Linked DNA regions of Ovis aries: region 1 is linked to region 2. The links are chromatin contacts, called in public Hi-C maps. All regions are on one chromosome and are shown on one strand. Each heading gives the region's core, a stretch centred on a gene start, on an enhancer-like site or on the middle of the called end of the contact. The rest is flanking DNA. Distances are from core to core; before and after follow the strand shown.

Region 1 (5,192 bases), core at 2,469-4,968, 220 kb after region 2:
TAAGAGATGAATTAGGACTTCCCTGGGGGCTCAGATGGTAAAGCGTCTGCCTACAATGTGGGAGACCCAGGTTCAGTCCCTGGGCCAGGAAGATCTCCTGGAGAAGGAAATGGCAACTCACTCCAGTATTCTTGCCTGGAAAATCCCATGGATGGAAGAACCTGGTAGGCTACAGTCCACGGGGTCGCTCACGACTGAGCGACTTCACTTTCTTTCATGTAGGAGATGAAACTCAGGAAAATTCCTACAAGTTTGGACCACTGGGCAGTGGTCCCTGTTTCCTCTTTCCTGCCTTTACTTTTCATTCTAACTACAACTTCCCATATCTGAGGAGCTGCTATACTGGAGTGCTGTCTAAGACTTGGCTTCAAATGCCTAACTCTTGTTGTGTGGCTTCTGGGCAAGTTTTTGTCACCTCTCTGAGCTTCAGTTTCTTCCACTGGAAACTTGGGATAATAATCGTATTTATCTCATAGGGTTATAGTGAGAATTAAATGGTAAAGCATGTAAAATATACAGCATTATGCCTGGCATACTGAAACAGTGTTAGCAACTGTTATCAAACACTGTCAATATCTTTTTTTGTCAAATGCACAGCACCCCACTGAGTCTCAAGGTCCTGATGGGGACAGGACACTTGAGGTGGGGTTGCCTTTGGGCATGTCAAGATACGTTGCATTTACATTGGGAGAATACTTGTGTGCCAACAAACATTTGTGGCGTCTTGATTTTTGCCTTTAAATAGGAATTAGTATATTCAATTTACCCCAAAACCTTGGCCTCCGAATTTTCCCCTTAATAGCTGTTAACTTCCAAGTGGACCCTTCACTGACACCAAACCTGGCCAGAAGATAAATATGCACATGAGAACAGTCAATGGAGCAGAGTGTTTAAATAGCAACGATATTCCCAGATCGTGTGTCCAGTCATTGTCAGGGACACATTTCAATCTACTTGTAGATTTCCCCTCTTTGGCCTTAAAAGATGTGTCTACAGCTTTATATTAATTTTCCCTTTAAACTTAAACCTTCATGTGAGTCCCGTTCAAGCACTTGAGGGCTCCATTAATCTATTTTTACTATTAAACATGCCATTTTACAAGATATTTCTTTCACTTGGTTGTCATCCAAATGCTTTTTGACATTACTGCCCTGGGACTCCACTACTTTAACTCACTGCCCTCATAAACAGAAAATCACCTTTTGACGGAAATCTTGAAGAGCTCTCAGAACTTCACTCCCTACACTTCAAGGCATTCACTTCTGCTCAACATTACAGGAGAGAGAATGCGCATGTGAGTGAGTGGATGAGTCTATGTATGTGTGTGTTTTAAGAGGATAATTGTGGGAGGTTTGAGCAACCCGAGGAACAGCGAAGGGGGCAATGCCTGTCCCCCAAATCCTGCATCCCGCCCCCCCCCCCTCCACGGCCTGACTCCGACTTGGGGAGCTGCTATTAGTAACATTAACAACACCAGGGGGCTTCCCTGATGGCTAAGACGGTAACGAATTTGCCCGCAATGCGGGAGACCCAGGTTCGATCCCTGGGTCGGGAAGATCCCCTGGAGGAAGGAAAGGCAACCCACTCCAGTATTCTTGTCTGGAGATCCCCATGGGGGGGGGGGGTGGCCATAGTTCACAGGGTCGCAAAGAGTCGGACACGACTGAGCAGCTTTCAACATTAACACTGATAACAGGGAGACTGTCGGGGATCGCGCTGGACAGAACTCCAGGGTCCGAAAAGACTTCGTGATCCCTGGGGCCCAAGCTGGGCAGCGCCACTTTCAAAGGGGAGGGGTCCAGGGAAAGTCTTGGTTTCCCCACCTTCCTCCTGCCCCACCTTCCAGAGAAACAAAAGGCCATCGCGGAAATTGCTGTGAAGGCAGAGACCCCACTGGCCTGGAAACCAATCCATCAGGTGGAAGCCTGAGCAAATCACAACTTGGCTTCCCCGTCAAGTTTTCTCCCCAGCCTCCCACACCCTTCTCCCCTTCCGCCGCCGCCTCCCGAGCTCCGCACGGCGACGAGCCCAAGGGGACCGTCCTGTGATGCTCACTGGTTTCCAACTTTCCGCTCATCTGCGTCTCCGCAGCCTCCTGCACAGCGGCTGGGAAAGGGGCAAGTTTGCAAAGGCGAAGAGTCGACCAAGTCCCGGGGACCCCACCAAAGCGCCGTTAACACCAACAAAGCTGAACCTCTCCCGTGGGGGCAGAGACCCCAGCGGTTCCGGGCCGGGGGGTGGCGGGTGGCGGTGCGCGGTGGGGGTGGCGACGGTGGGCTGGGGCGGGCCGCCGGGCCCTGCGGGGAGGGGGGGTCCCCGGGGGGTGTCCCTCGCCGCCCCTCCCCACGCGGCTTCCCCGGCACCTGAGCGGGGCGTGGGGACAGCGCCGCGCTCCGGCCCGGCCCGCGCGGCAGGTAGCTCGGCCGCCCGCCCGCCCGCCCGCGCCGCCGGCAGCCGCCAGGAGCGCGGAGCGGAGAGGCGAGCCTCAGCCCACGGCGTCATGCTTCCTGCCACCACGTTACGGCGAATCGTCACCGGGAGCGGGGAGACGCGGGGAGCGCGGAGGCGGGGGGGCGACGGCGGGGAGCACACACACGCAGCCCCCCGCCCGCCGAACCCCGCGGAGCCGGGGCCACGTCCCGGCCGAGTCCCCGCGGGACCGGCCCCGCTCGCACAAAGCGCCGCGCTCGGGCCAAGGAGGGAGGGAGCCGGCCCCGAAATAAATAAATAAAAACACAGTCGGGTCTACGTAACGCCCTGTCGAAAGCGGACGCCATATTTTTTTGTGGCTTATGTCGACATAGGGAAACGTAGACATGTTTTTTTCCTCCTCCTCCTCGCTCGGCCTCCCATTTATCCAAACTTGTAATCAGAACTCTTAAAAAAAAAAAATCCCCCCCACCTCTGGCTCCTCTGATCTCCTCCCACCCGCAAAAAAAAAAAAAAAAAAAAGCCTGCACACTACCTACCACCCCCCTCCCGCGCCCCCCTTTGCAATCACAAACCCGGCCAAGTCCCATTAACAACACATTTTTCGGGAGCGGCGGTGGCGGCGGTGGGAAAGTTGGGCTGGAGTGGCCGGTGCCCGGCGTGCGGGGCTCGGGGCCGGCGGCGCCGGGGCGGTGGGGGGGTGCTCCGCGCCGGGGCGAAGTTTCTTACCTGCGCCGGGGGCTGGGAGCGCGGGGACCCGGGCTGGGAACGCGGAGACGCGGCACAGGGGCGTTCCAAAATGGAACTCTGCTGGCTCCCCCCCCACCCACTCCCCACTCCCCACCGGGCGCCCGGCTCGGGCTCCGTGGGAAAGAGGGGGCCAAGCCAGCCTGCCAGCCAGCCAGCCAGACAGAAGCCCCCGTACGGAGAACAGTGGCCAAAATTTTTAAAAAGGGGGGGGAAGGAAAAAAAAAGGGGGGAAAAAATGTCTCGATCAGTGGGGAATCTACGCCAAAACCCACATGATCTGTAACGTCAGCATGCGTATTTGCATACGATACCACCACCCGAGCTGCCACCCGGGCTCGGGTTCCGCAGAAAGTTACAAAGTGAAATTCAGCTCCCTCCGGAGACGCCGGCGAAATGTCAATTTTCAGGCGGGAGCTAGAGGGGTGGGAGGGGGGAAAGCTAGCCCTCAAGGCGCTGGTTACTAGCCAAGGTTGGGGTGGGGGCCCCGTAAATTAAGTTAAAAGTCTGAGCCCAGTAACGGACTCGGTGGAATTTCTGCTAGGGGAGGAGGGGGAGGCGCGAGCGAGATCATTGAATATTAAGCAGGACCCGGCGAGGCGGCCGCGGCCGAACCCTCCCGGTGCAATACCCATTTTCTTTATTAAAAGTTCAAGGTGTCACAGATGAGCTCAGCAAACTGTTGATCCCGACCACGTGGAGTGGCGGACGGAGGGACTGCGGGGCGCGGCTGCTCCAGCGCGAGCCGGCGGCACCCGGGACCCCGCGTCCCTCCCGCAGCGCAAGGGTGGGGCCGCCGCGCGCCCCGGGGCGCGGCCTGCGCGTTCTCCCGCCTTTGGACTCAGGGAAATAATGACAACTTAAAAAAAAAAAATTTTTTTTTTTTAAGCGAGACACATTTAACTCCTGAAATAGGAACGAGAGCGCTTAGGGTAGGCAGGGTAAGAAAGAGCCCCTACTTATATAACGACTCGAAATTAGAGGACTTTTACCCAAGAGAGTCTGAGATTTTCGCTTGCGCCAGGTCTGAGGTTGGTTAAACATCCTCAAACTTTCCCCCTAAGCGTCAATAAACAAACAGACGCCCCGGGAGCTGACTTAAAAACTCTTGCCGGCCAGTGTTCTCTGGGATTCTCAGACTTCCAGAAATGCACACCCCCGCGGCGCTCATAGGCAAGTCCCTCGGAAGCGAGGCGGGTCACTTTCGAAATTGCGACTCCGGCGTTCCTGGCGGGAGGGCATCCCTAACTGTTGCCTCCCCCTGGATCTCCCTTTGGGCTCCTCAGAGCGAAGGCGAGTCGGGATGTCGCTGCTCTCCGCCTACGGCCTCCGCAACCGCGAACTTGCGTTTGGGGCGCAGCGCTGCTGCTACAGTGTCCAGCTAAGGAGCTCTAAGGGATTTGGGATTCAGGAGACGCTCTGGAATCTCACGGAGAACAACCTGTCTGCGCCTCCGGGTCCTGCCAGGATGAACCCTTTTCCCCTCCGTGGGCGTCTCGACGCGTCAGCATCTCCCAGGTGTGAGCTGAGCGCGAGCGCGCACGAGCCAAGAGGGGGAGAGAGGATGCTGTCTGGGGTTGACTTTTGATGTTCTGAGCGCCGCGAGGAGACAAAGAGAGCCTGGGGCTGGGAGGCCCTGCGGAGTCCCCGCCTGCCCTGAAGATTAGCAGGCTCGGAGCGTCGGGGTTTCCCGGCCAGCCTTTGCTCCAGGGAATTAGAACGAACTCTAGCGGCGGCTTGCGACTCGGCTCCGGGCGCGAGGGCAGCAACAGGTGGCCGGGTGCGGCGGAGTGGCTGCAGGCGAGGACCGGGACTGGGGTGCAAACGGCTGGCTCTGGGGCTGACCGTGTGGCCAAGGCACTGAGTGACCTTTCGGCATTTTCGTTTCCGAGGCTGAGGAGAAGAAAGAAGCCAAAAGGTTTTTCTAGGATCTCATCGGAGACTCGTTTCTTCAACACAGTCTCCTTCTTTGGGTCCCCAGGAATTATTGCAATAAAAATAACTCGTATGCAAAA
Region 2 (5,539 bases), core at 1,290-3,789:
TTCTTGTCCCCAGTTCTCTGTGTTCTTGGGTGTGCCAGCTTGCTGACTGCAGCACAAAGAGATTCCGTGCCGTGAGACAGCTTTTGAAAGCTGCGGTCCTTATCAGAAACCTAATTTGCAGCCAGCATCCTTTCCTGACTTCAGTGCCGTCTGGTAATTCAGTCCCTCTGTGAGGGCCCTGCGGGCCTCTCTGCTCTCTGTGTGTCAGCCGCGGTTGTCAGCAGCCTTGCGGCTTGCGGACCTTCCCAGGTGGTGAGTGCGGCAGAAGGGGCTTGTCAGCTCCAGCCCGGTGCAGAGTTGGTGAGCTCAGAATGGCTCTGGGGCTCAGCGTCCACTGAAACCTGACCAAGAGCCCGAAAAGTGTGGCATTTTGCACGCCCTTTCCCCTCCTTTAAGGGAAGAGAAAAAGCTTGTTTTGGACTTCACCTGTGCTGGGGAGCGCTGAATGACTGTAGAAGCATTAGCTCTTTCAGGGGGCACAGGCCCCTCCATCTGCTAATTGCAGTGGCAAAGCGCAGAGGACACAGGCGACCAAACTGAATCATGGGCCAAAGCAGTTAATTTCTAGTTTCTTCATCATTGGAAAGTCTAATAACGTGCTCACAGTGACGGTGATTAGATACCTTTGTGTTCTCGGGTGTTTTAAGCAACCTGAACTATAGAGAAGTGTTTTTTCTTCCGGAAACTGGAATGAAATGAACTTTTATTAGGTGTGGAATGATGTATTTGTGTCTGATCTTTAACTTGACGAACCAAGATTACTGGCTTAGCAATGGATATGCAGGTAAGTGTCCCTTGAAACTGTTTGCCCTTTCATATGTTTCAGATTTACTGTTAATGGCCTTCGACAGAAGTTTAAACTTTGAAAGAAGTTTCAATTGCATTACATTACATTAATTACACGGTATTTTGAAGATTCTAACGTGAGTCACTTAAATCATTACTTTCCTTGCTCATTTCTGGTTTCTTTCCAGAAATGTGCATATACATGGATGTGTATTTTTTTAAAATTGAGAATACACCAAAAGTAAAGCTTTTTGCATACTTTTTTCAAGTTAACAGAACTTGACCCTGGTATTTCTGAATCTATCCCAAATAATGTAATTGTATTTTATTAGAGGATTTTAAAGCATGCATTGCATGTTTAAGTAAAAGGGCCAATTTATAATTGTGGTGAGTTGAATTTCTTTTCTGCATTTTGAATAGCCATGTGAGAATTTATTTGGAGGAGAGAAGTTAAAAACAAAAAAAAGATAGATTCACGCTAAGCCTCTGTTTTTAGCCTTATCTTTTCATGTTTGCTTCTTTTGTTGCAGTTGCTGATGATTCCTCTGATCATGTCAGTGCTTTATGTCTGGGCCCAGCTGAATCGAGACATGATTGTGTCATTTTGGTTTGGAACACGATTTAAGGTACTCTAACCTAGTTGGAAAAAAATCTTGCTCTTCCGCCCAGAGGTGTACTTTCTGACATGTCCGGCAGAGGTCGCTGCAGAGCAGTAAACCATTGGCAGGCCCCTTCTCCCCTCCTCAGCTCCCCTGGGTTTCTTTAGTCAATCCCACCTCCTTTGCTGACCTCACTCCCGCTGGACCTCAGGCCCCTCAGGCGTGTGTCCTGAGTGATCTCATGGATGTGAGTGTGGTAGAGGGAGGGAAGGAAGGATACTCAGATGGAGCCCTCCCTTTAAAAATCTCTTCTTATCATTCCCCTGTTAGGTATTTTACACTTAAGCTGAAACAGATTGGTTTTTTGCCCCCCACCCTCCAACACTTCCCTTTGTGCCTCCCCTCACAATTTTCCACCTGTAACATCGTTTTGATTTTCTTCCTTGTGTAAATCCTGCCCATTCTTAATCTGAGTTGGGACTGAACATATTTCTTCCTCTCCTGCCTGGAATTGGTCTTGCCTTTGGGCTTCTGAAATATTTTGTGTTCTTCTTACAGTCCTGACCACATTCTGCCTTCAAGTTATTGATATGTAACCCTTTTTTTCCCAGTTTGTGATATTTTTGTAACTCCTTTAGCTCTTAACGGCACCCCACTCCAGTACTCTTGCCTGGAAAATCCCATGGACAGAGGAGCCTGGTGGGCTGCAGTCCATGGGGTCGCTAAGAGTCGGACACGACTGAGCTACTTCACTTTCACTTTTCAGTTTCATGCATTGGAGAAGGAAATGGCAACCCACTCCAGTATTCTTGCCTAGAGAATCCCAGGGATGGGGGAGCCTGGTGGGCCACCGTCTATGGGGTCGCACAGAGTTGGACACAACTGAAGTGACTTAGCAGCAGCAGCAGCAGCATAATGTCTTGACTCTGTTAAGGGGTGTTAACCTCAAGTAAATAGGCTGCCAGATATATCTCCAGCCCAGACGAGTTTACTGGCGACCGGTAGAGAGCTTCTATAGCCATGGCAAGCCACATCCTGGTCCCTGCACCCGGTGGTAGGAGAGTGCTTCTATAGAGAGGAAAAGGAAGTCAGCAGGGCTGTGATAAACAAAGCTTTTCATTGGCTGAATCCTTATAAGGAAAGAAGTCTGTTTTCTTCCTGTTGGGCTCAGCTGATGAAACAGGATGTGAGAGCTCCCCCTTCTGGTCTCCCAACCCTACTTCATTGAGGTTTGCTGTTTATAAAATTTTCACAGGGGCTCAAATGTTGAATGCATCTAGAGAGCTGTCTTATTTGGGAGAGTATTAGTTCAAGATACTGATGTATAATTTGATAAGAATTCAAAGTAACCGTGAAATATGTAAAAGGAGAACCCAAAACAATGAGCTGTTTTATAGTTGATTGGTGACAATTTGCTGGCTGGAGCCTTCCTTCTTATTATGGACCATTTTTTTTATTAGCATCCACAGGCCATTTGTCTACTTTCTAAAGCTGTTTGTTATAATTCAACAGGTCCTGTATTACATCTGAAAACCATGAGCAAAGTACTGTCCCTCCAGTTGCTAACATATGAATAAGTATAATTTTAGATGGAAAGTTTCAAGTATACTAGGAGTGATGCTAGATTGAGCTAAGGAATTTTTGCAGTGACTTTCCAAAGGATGTATAAAAACCCTTGTCAGGACAACCTTCCCCAGTTTAGCCCCCTGGCAACTGTATGCTCTGCAGGTATAGTTATTCATGTTTCTGTATATTCTCTCCTAGGCTTGTTATTTACCCTGGGTTATCCTTGGATTCAACTATATCATTGGAGGCTCGTAAGTGATAGTAGATTTATTTAATTTCAAATTAACCCTTGGAAGACTTCCATTATTCTTTATGTTCTTTCCCTAATCTTTATAATACTTCGAAGATTCTCAGCATTGATGACGCTTTTGAAATAATCTCATTTGGATGTGATTGATTAAAATTGCAGGGCTTTAAGCACAGTTAACACTGAATGGTTTTTTGTTGCTGTTAGTTTGTTGTCATAGGATAGCTTCCATATATGTGTTTTCGAATAAATATTTATTTCTGGATTCACTGTCCAGATTGAGCAAGTATAGACCTAATTTTATCTGAGCTGTCTCCTCTGTGCATAAAATTCATGTTTTTATTTTTAAGGCATTTCCAAAATGCCTTGGAAACTGTTCACCAGTGATAAGAATGCACAGATTCTCAGATGGGAAGTTTTGTCAGTGATTTGATAGTACGAAAGTTTGGGCCAAACGGGGTCAAATTTCTAGTCTGGAATTAGACCCGAGGCTTAGGAAAACCTTGAAAGGATCCATTCATAATTTCGGAAGGAGGATTTCAAGATGCAGCTCTTCTAAGAACTCCTATTTCTTACACTTCAAAATATTTTTAATGTTTTAAAACAGATTTTGATAGTACTACTTCTTAACCTGATGATGTCTTTGCCCTATGGGGTTCTGACTTCTGCTGTGTAGCCCTAGGCAGAAGGGAATGAGTTGGGTAAACAGACTCTGTTTAGAGCAGAGCAAGTCCTGGGCTTTGGTCTGGGAGCAGCTGTAGACATGATCGGTCCCTAACAGGAATGATGTTGCAGGTGGAGACAGAGAAGGATATGTAACCGTGGGAGTGGGTCTGTAAAACCTTGAAGTGGCCGGTATGTCAGCCATGGGAAAACTGAAGAAGGGCCATGTTTATTTTAGGTTTACAAGGTGAAGGTCAGCTTTCCAGAGTGATCTCTCTGGTGTCCTGCAGTTGAGGACACAAGAGGCGAGGGAGGTGTGATCTGTGGCTCCAGGAACAGGAGGAGCAGACATTTTTCATTCTTCCTTGCTCCTGTGACTCTCTCTTGCCAGCCTTCAAATATAGCCCTGTTTTGCAAATATGGTGTTTGTGACTGAAAGCGTTCAGAAGCTTACAACTAACCCCCACCGCTTCCTGACGCAGGAAAGTAGCAAAAACAATGTTTTGAGAATGGGCTGGGGCTTGAAAGAGATGTCAGAGAGGCAGCTGGCCTTGAAGAGCCCAGACACCATTGGTTCAAGAGGACTGGATTTTCTTCTCATTCAGAATGTGCGCGCCCCTCAGACTGTACAAGGGCTCACTGTTGAGCTGTCGCAGACTCCCAGGGACCAGAAATAGCTGCCTCGAGGGATCTCTTCCCTCTGCTATTAGCTAAAACTTGCTGCGGCTCACTTTACTGCTTGAATGTCTTAAAACTCACCTGGCTCTCTGTTTGCAGGGTCATCAACGAGCTAATTGGAAATCTTGTCGGACATCTTTATTTCTTCCTCATGTTCAGATACCCCATGGACTTGGGAGGGAGGAATTTTCTATCCACGCCTCAGTTTTTGTAAGTGCTTCTACCCCCTCTCGTTTGACAGTCCCTATGGTCGTCTGCCTCCCAATAAAGACTCCATGAGGGGTAGGAGTTCCCTCTTTGTCTGATGGACTTGGTCACTCTAAGCTGAGGTCCGCTCTTCTCCTGGAGGCTTCTATCTATAAAACCCCGAAATGGCCTGTATGTCAGCCATGGGAAAACTCGAGAAGGGCTGTGTTTATTTTAGGATTGCAAGGTGAAGGTCAGCTTTCCAGAGTAACCTCTGTGGTGTCTTACAGTCAAGGACACAAGAGCCTGAATCCAGGCTCCAGGAGAAGAACAGGGAGCTGTGGGCTCTGTCGAGCGGGCGGGGCGCTCCTGAGTGGCTCCAGTGTGAGCATCGGGGGGCCAGGGGGGCAGAGGTGCCAGTTTTACCCAAGATTTCAGCTGAGGAAGGCGTCAGAGGGTAAGTAGGTTCATCGGTTAGCAGTTTAAAGCACTTTTATATTTAGTATCATAGACTAGAATGTTTAAAGGATTTTGCAGCGTTAAAACGACAAGACTGGAGGGTTGTGTCTTGCTTCCTGTTGTGTTTGCAGGGTGTGCTTAGGGAGAAGGCTGAGGGCCCAGCTTTGGTTTGGAGGCAGACTTGGGTTGGAGTCCCATTCCCCTCATCGACCAGTTTGGATACTGGGAAAGTGCCTGAGTAAATTCCCCCCAACTTTCTTTTGAGTCTGTGAGTTGAGGGGTGGCCCCGTCTCACAGGATGGCCGAAGTGGGGTTCACCCTCACCAGCACAGTAGTAGGTACTCAGTAAATATAA

Evidence for each region. Hi-C and Micro-C count contacts between places; a contact is called where the count stands out from the background.
Region 1: a contact with region 2 is called in a Hi-C map of liver, with 3 times the contacts expected there. The contact joins the promoter of ZHX2 here to the enhancer-like site in region 2. A contact is called at or near these places in 5 of 16 Hi-C or Micro-C datasets (blood, hypothalamus, liver and 2 more).

Annotation. Positions count from the first base shown.
Region 1 is chr9:29,980,342-29,985,533 of ARS-UI_Ramb_v3.0, forward strand. It overlaps ZHX2 (zinc fingers and homeoboxes 2), which reads right to left and starts at 3,719. Exons shown (of 6, transcript XM_060393695.1): 1 at 3,160-3,719.
Region 2 is chr9:29,758,217-29,763,755 of ARS-UI_Ramb_v3.0, forward strand. DERL1 (derlin 1) reads left to right here. Exons shown (of 8, transcript XM_004011662.5): 4 at 758-784; 5 at 1,317-1,412; 6 at 3,150-3,202; 7 at 4,639-4,749. Among named protein-coding and RNA genes, the nearest start is that of TBC1D31, 17 kb to the left of the region's middle. Within about 2 kb of position 2,540, at least 21 of the 54 cell types and tissues checked have an H3K27ac peak or open chromatin away from gene starts, as enhancers often do. A contact at or near this core is called in liver, where this site is marked.